3 separate regions of the Mus musculus genome follow, and all the other regions are linked to region 1. A link is a contact called in public HiChIP or PLAC-seq data. All regions are on one chromosome and are shown on one strand. Each heading gives the region's core, a stretch centred on a gene start, on an enhancer-like site or on the middle of the called end of the contact. The rest is flanking DNA. Distances are from core to core; before and after follow the strand shown.

Region 1 (2,672 bases), core at 46-2,545:
GTGTGTTTGAGCCATCCTGGTCTACAGAGAAACCCTGTCTAGAAACAAAACAATGCAAAACAAATAGGCCCACTATCCCATAGCTGTTCACACCTGCCTCCCCTACTAGACTGACAGTCTGATCCTTTCGGACCCTGCCTCCAAGCTACCTCACCTCTAGGCTACCAGTAGCCGGTATAAGCATCTGCATTTGAAGGCACAAATTCTGCACTAGTATTAATCACATTTCATAAAACCTGATGGGTAGACCAGATATTCTCCAAGGCCTCTTTTGTTTTACAAGTCTGACACCAATAAAGTAATGGTTTAAAAGATTCTGAGAATCAGATAACTCTGGGTTACCGATCCCTTCCATACACTGTGGCATGATTTTGGGAGAGTCCATTTTCCATCTCTGGACCTCCCTTTTCACAGTCTACAAGGGAGGTCGGTGTGGTCTCTATGGGTCTGACACGTCTGTGGTCTGTAATGATTGCCACAAAACTGCTGCAAACCTAGTACCTCAGTTTTCCCGGGCTTCAAGTTCAGGAGTACCATACATGCCCACCACATACATCAGGAACCTTCAGCTCCTTCCCATAGCTAAATCTCGTCTAGAGTCCCCGTGCTCACCTTTAGCCAGTCCCCGTAGTGGACATAGCCCCCGATGTAAGCGGTGTAGGTGCTGATGGCTAGCTGCAGCGCGGCGCCCAACGCAAACCAACGCCGCTTCACTCCGAAGGACATGAAGCTAGCACACAACACAGCTGCCCCCATGTCGAAATATAGATAAGGCACTGGGATGTCGGGCTTCCTGTGGATCGAGTGTAGGGAACAAGGAGGACAGAATGAATAGAGAGTAAGTATCTGGGGACCTCTGTAAGTTCCTGCAATCGCCACTGCCCCCCAAAAACCCGAGATCCTTCTCACTGCCGGAGCCGCCGCCACATCAGTAATGGCCGTACAATCGAAAGAGAGCATCTTCCAACCTGTTTGAGTACCAATTCCTCCCAGTCTAAGTATCCCGACTTCTGGGCCCCAACATCACCGCACCCCAGTTCCTGGGACAGGTCGGACCGCCCCCCACCGCATTCGACGACTTCGTGGGCGCGCTCACCGGCGCGCCTCGGCCCTTTCAGCGTACAACATAAGTTGGCTGAAGCAGCCCCAAAAGGGGCAGCGCGTGAGCAGCACGGAACCCAGCTGCATGATCAGCTGCAGCATCCAGCGTCTCGATCCAATCTTCGAAGCCATCTTGGGAAAGGGCAGTCCGCTACGGCCTCAGCCGGGTCCGGGAGACCAGCAGCGGGGAATGATACAGGCAACTTCCGGTCCCTGACTGTTTTTCTTTTCGTCGGGAAACAAAGCTCTTGCTCCCTAGTTCCGGGTGGGAAAAATGTGTTCTAGAAGGAGGAGTCAGCCTTTCTGAACGCTCCCCATGAAGAGAACTCAGAGCTTCAATTTGCCCTTTCTTTCCCTTTAAAAAGAAAAGATTTGTTTAGGGGCTGGTGAGATGTTTCAGCGGTTAAGGACACTGCTGCTCTTCCAGAGCTCCTGAGTTCAATTCCCAGCAACCACAAGGTGGTTTACAACCGTCTTTAAAGGGATCTGATGCCCTCTTCTGGCATACCGGTGTACGTGAAAACAGAACACTCATACATTAAAAACAAAATATAGACCACTTGTTTATTTTTTTAAGAATTTTTATTTATTTTATTTATGAGTGTACTGTCGCTGTCTTCTGACACACCATCAGGGCATCAGATCTCATTACAGTTGGTTGTATACCATCATGTGGTTGCTGAGAATTCAACTCAGGACCTCTGGAAGTCAGTGCTCTTAAGTGCTGAGCCATCTCTCCAGCTCTGATTTGTTTATTTATGTATATGAATATTCTATTTACATGTATGCCTGCATGACAGAAAGGGGCATCAGATCCTATCATAGATGGTTGTGAGCCACTAAGGTTGCTGGGGACTGAAGTCAGGATCTCTGAAACAAAAGCCGGTGTTCTTTGTACTCTCAAAATGGGACAGGAGCAAGGAGCATGGGGTTGAAACATCAGAAATCCTGGAACACAGCTTGATGTATGGAAGCAACCGACTCTGGACATAACCAGACCTGGACTCCAAGCTGAAAACCGATCCTGTGTCATCTAAATGGAGACTCAAGTGTGAGATGGGGATAATGGCTTTCCACCTCATCACTGCTGGGAGACTTAAATGTAGCAAAGGTGGTTTGGCAGATAATAAGGGTCCCATAAAAGGGTGTGATACAGACCCCAGAGAGAATTCTCTGTCTTTGCTGTCTTTGGCCGAACTTTTAAAGTAAGGAGTCCTCTTGTCTCTAAGTCACCTCTCTTTTGGTCTTGCTGCTTTTGTCTCCTAAGAAAAGAGGAGAGACCTACGTATCCATACAACACAGATGGGAGTTGCTCCCAAGAACCTTTCTAAACATGTCCACCTCCCCCATATCCTTTCTTTCCCTAACTCTGGTGGGTGGTTGGCTAAAAGGGAGGTTAAAGCATTTAAGAACCATCATTAAATATTAAACCTACAGCTCTGCCTGCCTGTGCCTCCTGAGTGCTAGAATTAAAGTCACCATGCTCATCTCACATTCCTCCTCCTCCTCCTCCTCCTCCTCCTCCTCCTCCTCTTTCTTTAAACAAAGACTAAGTATATCAAAGAACTGGG
Region 2 (2,672 bases), core at 81-2,580, 220 kb after region 1:
TGCTCAGGGAAGTGGAGGTACGCTCAGGCGGGCGCTCAACAAAATCCTCTCGATCTTGAGCTCCTGAGCCCAGGCAGTGGAGTGTCTCAAACTGGAGCCCTGAGCTGTGCCCATCTCAATCGCAGCTGGTGGGTCGGGTCTGGGGAACCCTCGAAGGTGAAACCTCAACTCCGTTCCTTCAGTCCCTGTGCCTCCGTCTTTCTGTAGGTGAAGGAGAGAGCAAACGGACAGGGCTCAGTGACTCAGCTGTCCCTGGAAAGGCGAAGGGCGAAGGGCGGAGAGAAAAGGAGGCCTCCAGGTCCAAACTCCCCTCCCTTCAGGCGCTCAGCTTGTTTGTTTTTGAACAGACCTTAGGGCAGCCAATCAGAGCTGAGGCCCCGGGCTTGTGCCTTTCCCCGCTGACTGCAACTCCTGGTTCCTGGCCAGTGAAGCTGGGGAAGGTAGGGTTCCTGGGTGGGGAGTAGGATAATGACTACGGGGTGCTCCTCTTTGGGGTCCCAATCCTGTCAGCTACCCAATCTCTTGAGGTGTCTTGTTTTAGAGGCAAAGTGCTGAGTCTGATGACAGCCTGGCAGAAGACAGAGGACGTGGTATCCAGCCTGAGCCTCCTCACCATAGGCTCAGAAAACAGGCTGAAGGCTTGTTTAGCTTCCACTCTTGTGACAGGAATTGGTTCCTTTATCCATCCAGGTGTCAGTCAGCAAGCGTTTGCTTTACTCATGCTGATGAGTGCTAGGAGCCACAGAAAGAGACACAAAAGCACAAAAGCCAAGCTAAGACTGGGTGGGGGAGAGTGGGGTAAACATACAGACGCTCAGAGTCCCTGGGGACCTCCACGACATAAAGTCCTGCAACATTTTGGTGGCAAAACTCCCAAGAGTGAACCGGGATTCCCTCCTGTGATTCAGCAGAGATGTAAACAGCTTACTAAAGGCGCTCAGTCAGCCACTGAGCACAGCTCACCAGCCTGGAGGCTCTCTTTCCCAGTGCAGATGGGAGAGCCCAGAGAACAGCTGTCAAGGACTACCGGGACCTGCTCCGTACAGACCTTCCACCTCCTCTCCCAGCCTAGCCTAGTCTTGGGGGAATGGACCCCCATGTATGCACACTCACCCAGGCTCATCCCTGCTGGAGGCTCCCACTAACTATGGCAGCACCCAGAGATGCTCTCTAACCTAGTCCCAAACGGAGGAAGTGAAAGTGCTGGGAGCAAGTGAATTCTATATCCTTAGAGAAAAAAGAAAGTCAGGATGGAGTCTGGAGAGATAGCTCAGCAGCTAAGAGCACCGGGATCCAGCACCCACATGACAGCTCACACCTATCTACAACTCCAGTTCCAGGGCTTCTGGCACTCTTACACAGACATCCATACAGTTTCCTGGGCAGCCAGGACTACATAGAGATAGACTCTGTCTCAAAAAAAAAAAAAAAGAAAGAAAGAAAGAAAGAAAGAGAAAAGAAAGAAAAGAAAATCTATGGTTTATTAATTTATAAGGTGAATAAAGTGGACAAGAAATCAAGTTCAAGGGAGTCGAATTGAGAACTCTCTCTCCTCTCAAATTTGTAAGAGGAAATATTGACGCGAGTAAATGTTCTCCCCTCCCCCAACCTTGAAAACTCCTTGGTAATTACACCACCTGGCCTCCAGGGGGCTCATGCTGTTTACTGCCCCTAAAGAAGCCCGCGAAGAAGGTCCAGTCTATCCCGTGGAAACAACTTTCTGCTCTGCTCATAGCCTAGCACCCCATAAAGGCACTCGCTGAACTTGCTCGCTTCTAACGAAGCTGCTGACTTCAACCCTTTCTCTCCACACTATGTTTAACCTACTCACCACCAGGTTCTGCACACACCCACGCTGCCCAGCTCCTCATTCGTTGTAGCATTTGACACAGGCGGCGCTCAGCTCTTGGGAATGTCTGCTTTGTGGCCCCCATACCATATTATCATCTCCATCTATTTAGCGTTCTCATTTTCCTCTTATCACCTCCCCACATCACTCCACCAAGTTCATCTTTCCTAATCTATCTTCGCCAGCCATTCTGCTCACTCATAACCTGGCCTTCTTCAATGTCCTTTCTCAGCTGACTGGTCCACGCATGTGGGTCAAACTAGCACCGGCAAGTGTATGTAGGACTCCCGCTTTCCTTAGCCGATTACTGCCAATGCCCATTGACTTCCATGTATGTACCCGGAGGATCTTCTGGCCGCAGTTGGCTGCAGTTGGAGCTTGTCGTTTCCGGTGGCTGTAAGTAGGTCAGTGTTTACCTCCCCGCCCTATAACCAAGAATTTCTCTCTTTATTGTTCCTTCCTTCCTTTAACAGGTTTGTATGATTGGCACAGGCCACCACATGTCGGGAATGCTCAGTTAGTGTTTGTAGAATGTGCTGCAAAGTAATGAAGATACAGAACAGAGGCTCAATTGGTAAAGCGTTTGCCTTGCAAGTACAAGGATCTGAGTTCAAGACCCAGAATCCATGTTTCTCAGAAAAATGGGAATGGTGGTGTATGTTTGTAATCCTAGCATGGGGAGACAGAGAGAGGCAGATTCACGGGGCTTGCTGGTCGTACAGCCTAGCCTTCTTGGCAAGTTCTAGGTCAGTGAAAACCCCTGCTTCCTCTCAGGAAAAAAAAAAAAAAAATGGCTGGAGCCAGGAGTGGTGGCACATGCCTT
Region 3 (2,672 bases), core at 124-2,623, 190 kb before region 1:
TGGCTGGCTTAATTTACTCACCCCTGCAGAGGTGGTATGTGGGGGAGGCCTGTTTGCCCAGGGAAGGACTAGTTTTGGGGCTTTCCAAGAATAGTGCCCTTAGGTCAAGCACTTCCTCTGCAAAAACGTGACTGCATTGCATGCTCCTTTGGGGTGGCCCTTTCCTCCACATCCCTTACTGGCTAGGAGACAGGAGGGACAGCATGTGGTGGCAAGCTGGAAAATGAGCTCTCCTCCCACACAAATGGTGACCAGCAAGGTCATTTCTCTGGAGTGTCCCTCCAGCTGCCACCCCACCCCATTCATTGCTGCTAGTTCCGTGCGTGATACCCCCACCCCCACCCCAGGCATCTCTCTGTGCTGGCTCTGCCTCCACAGTTTCTGCTGTCCTCAGGAATGAGGCAAAGCTGGGGTCAGGGTGCAAGCTCAGGGCAAGTGGTGCCACCTGTGCTCATACAGGGGACATTTCACTCAGCTGCCCCTCATGTCACATGCCACCTACAAACCCTGTTCTTTTAATGCTAACCCTCTGGGCTCATTGAGCAGACCCTGGGCAAGGGGGAACTAAAGGGATTCCTCCTGGCTTCAGGTTCCCACCCAAACCCAATCTAGGGTTGCCTTGCATCTGGATCAAACCAGCTTCCAGTCTCAGCTCTTCTTACTCCCAGGTGACTTTATCTCAGGAGCCTCTCGGTTTCTCCATCTTCAAGCTGGGGCCTTCTTTACCTCATGTGGTGGTCATGTGGGATATAGTACAGCCATGGATGGCATCTGGCATCCAGCCTCACCATATCACTTCCCCACTGGTCAGCAGCTAGATCTGACCTGTGTCCTCATCCTTAGGAGGAGATTCTCTGGACCATCATACAAGCCCATGCCCGTGTTAATGCCAGCTTCGGCTGACCTCAGCCTCCACCCTGCCTTGGGTGCTCTCTACCAGCCCCCCAATGCTGCCCTCCAGGTTCTAATGCTGTGCTAGTATTCTTCCAGGCAAATGTGTCCCTGCCCTGATGTAGCAGAGGCTAGCCACCCACACAAACCTCTGAAGAAGATGCTAAAACCACCCCAGTCACCTCCCAGGACCCCCCCCCCCACTAATGTGCTTCTTCATCCCGTACCTTTGGCGTCATAGGGATGGTGGGGAGGTCTGCCTCCATTCTCCGCCCGGTTCATGGTCTGGTTGTTCTCAGGAGGAGGCTCGGGGTACTCTCCAAGCCCTGGGATGACCTCTGTGGCATCATTCCTGAAGGCTTGCCACCCCTGGCCCTCCACAGCACAGAAGGCAGCGTGCACAAGTAGGCAGATGAGGCACGGGGCTAGTGAGGGCTGCATGCTGCCAGGTGGAGGAGGGCACTCGGTAGCACAGGCTCCAGTGTCCAGCCTAGATACGGTTGCCTTTTTAAAGCCCCCTCTGCCTCATGCCAGCCAATAAGGACGGGCTGGAGCAGGGCTGGTCCCATGTTTCCTCACCCTCCTCCTCACGGGGGTGGGGTGGGGGGGGTGGAGAAGGGGTGTGCTTAGCGTCAGCCCTCCCAAGACTTCTCAAGCTCAGTAAACTTCCAAATTGCTGCTGGCACCTCCCAGGTGACCCGAGGAGTGTGTGTTGGGGGGGGGGGCGTTGGTGAGGCAGGGACACAGCCAGCTCTCCCAGTACCTCCCACGGGCAGGGCAGTCAGGCTGTGGTTTTCAGATATCAAAATGAGCTTGGCTTTTAATTGTCTGGCTCCCTGGGCCCCTCAGGCATTCTCAAAACAAACTGTGGGCCAGCTTAACAAAGGAAACAAGTGGGGCTTCTACAGAAGGCGGAATCCAGCTTGACCAAATTCCTCTAGCCAAGGTCATTTGTTACCCCTGCCAGCTAATGGTCTTAGTTAAAGGTGTTTGCTCCCCCCACCCACCCAGAGGCAGAAGGATGCCTTTTTGGGGGGTTGGGGGCAGATTCTGGGGACTCTAACCTAGGGTCTCACGCTTGCTGTGCAAGCACCCTACTATTGAAGTATGACCCAGCCCTGGGAAGGATGCCTTTAAAGGAATCCCATTGACCCCAGCTCCACATTGCTCAGCACCTACAATTCTGACCAAGGAGATCTCTCTTGAATTTCTCTTCAAAACCAGTGGGAGAGGCAACCACCAGGCAAGAGGGACCTGGGCTCCATTACATGTGATTCTTAGCCAGGGAACTCATGGTGACTTATAGGCTGGTGTGCCAAAGGCAGTTCCTTCCCTGGCCAGGCTTCTTGCGGCCAACACAGAATTTCATTTCTTAGCAAAAAATCATTTCCCTCATTATTTCTTAGCTTATTACATTACCCCCCCCCCCGTGTGTCTGTGTGGGTGCATGGGAGACCTGAGGAGGTGTCTTTCTCAGTCATTCTCCCAAGTTATTCCCTGAGACAGGATCTCTGACTGAGACATTTAGGTTAGGCTGGCTAGCTGGCCAGTAAGCCCCCAGAATCCACCTGCCTTTCCCCTCAACTCTGAGGTTAGAAGGTTATTTTTCCACATGGTTGCTGGGGATTCGAACTCATGTCTTCATGCTTGTACAGCAAGCACTCTTACCATATCATCTCCCCAGCCTCTTATGGTATCACAAACAGCTCTGGGTCCTAGATGTAAGATCCAAGGGATGGATATATATATATAAATCAGAAAGCCATCTCAGGTCTATCTAA

Evidence for each region. HiChIP or PLAC-seq counts read pairs in DNA pulled down with a chosen protein or histone mark.
Region 2: a FOXA1 HiChIP or PLAC-seq map of pancreatic cancer cells shows a contact between it and region 1. The contact joins the promoter of Bloodlinc here to the promoter of Tmem101 in region 1. A contact is called at or near these places in 3 of 39 promoter capture datasets (hematopoietic stem and progenitor cells, liver and pre-B cells), 3 of 115 datasets of contacts at active chromatin or transcription factors (embryonic stem cells, intestinal villus epithelium and pancreatic cancer cells) and 2 of 9 other capture datasets (liver and pancreatic islet).
Region 3: an H3K4me3 HiChIP or PLAC-seq map of bone marrow-derived macrophages shows a contact between it and region 1, with 2.3 times the contacts expected there. The contact joins the promoter of Sost here to the promoter of Tmem101 in region 1. A contact is called at or near these places in 2 of 39 promoter capture datasets (the 3T3-L1 cell line and embryonic stem cells), 2 of 115 datasets of contacts at active chromatin or transcription factors (bone marrow-derived macrophages and neural tube) and 3 of 9 other capture datasets (adipose tissue, liver and pancreatic islet).

What each region holds. Positions count from the first base shown.
Region 1 is chr11:102,155,112-102,157,783 of GRCm38.p6, forward strand. Tmem101 (transmembrane protein 101) reads right to left here and starts at 1,296. Exons shown (of 4, transcript NM_029649.2): 1 at 1,097-1,296; 2 at 613-793. The coding sequence starts at 1,233.
Region 2 is chr11:102,375,690-102,378,361 of GRCm38.p6, forward strand. It overlaps Bloodlinc (Bloodlinc, erythroid developmental long intergenic non-protein coding transcript), which reads right to left and starts at 1,331. Exons shown (of 3, transcript NR_131196.1): 1 at 1,114-1,331; 2 at 614-732; 3 at 1-201. Gm34253 (predicted gene, 34253) reads left to right here. Exons shown (of 3, transcript NR_166821.1): 2 at 2,082-2,253.
Region 3 is chr11:101,965,642-101,968,313 of GRCm38.p6, forward strand. Sost (sclerostin) reads right to left here and starts at 1,374. Exons shown (of 2, transcript NM_024449.6): 1 at 1,119-1,374. The coding sequence starts at 1,332.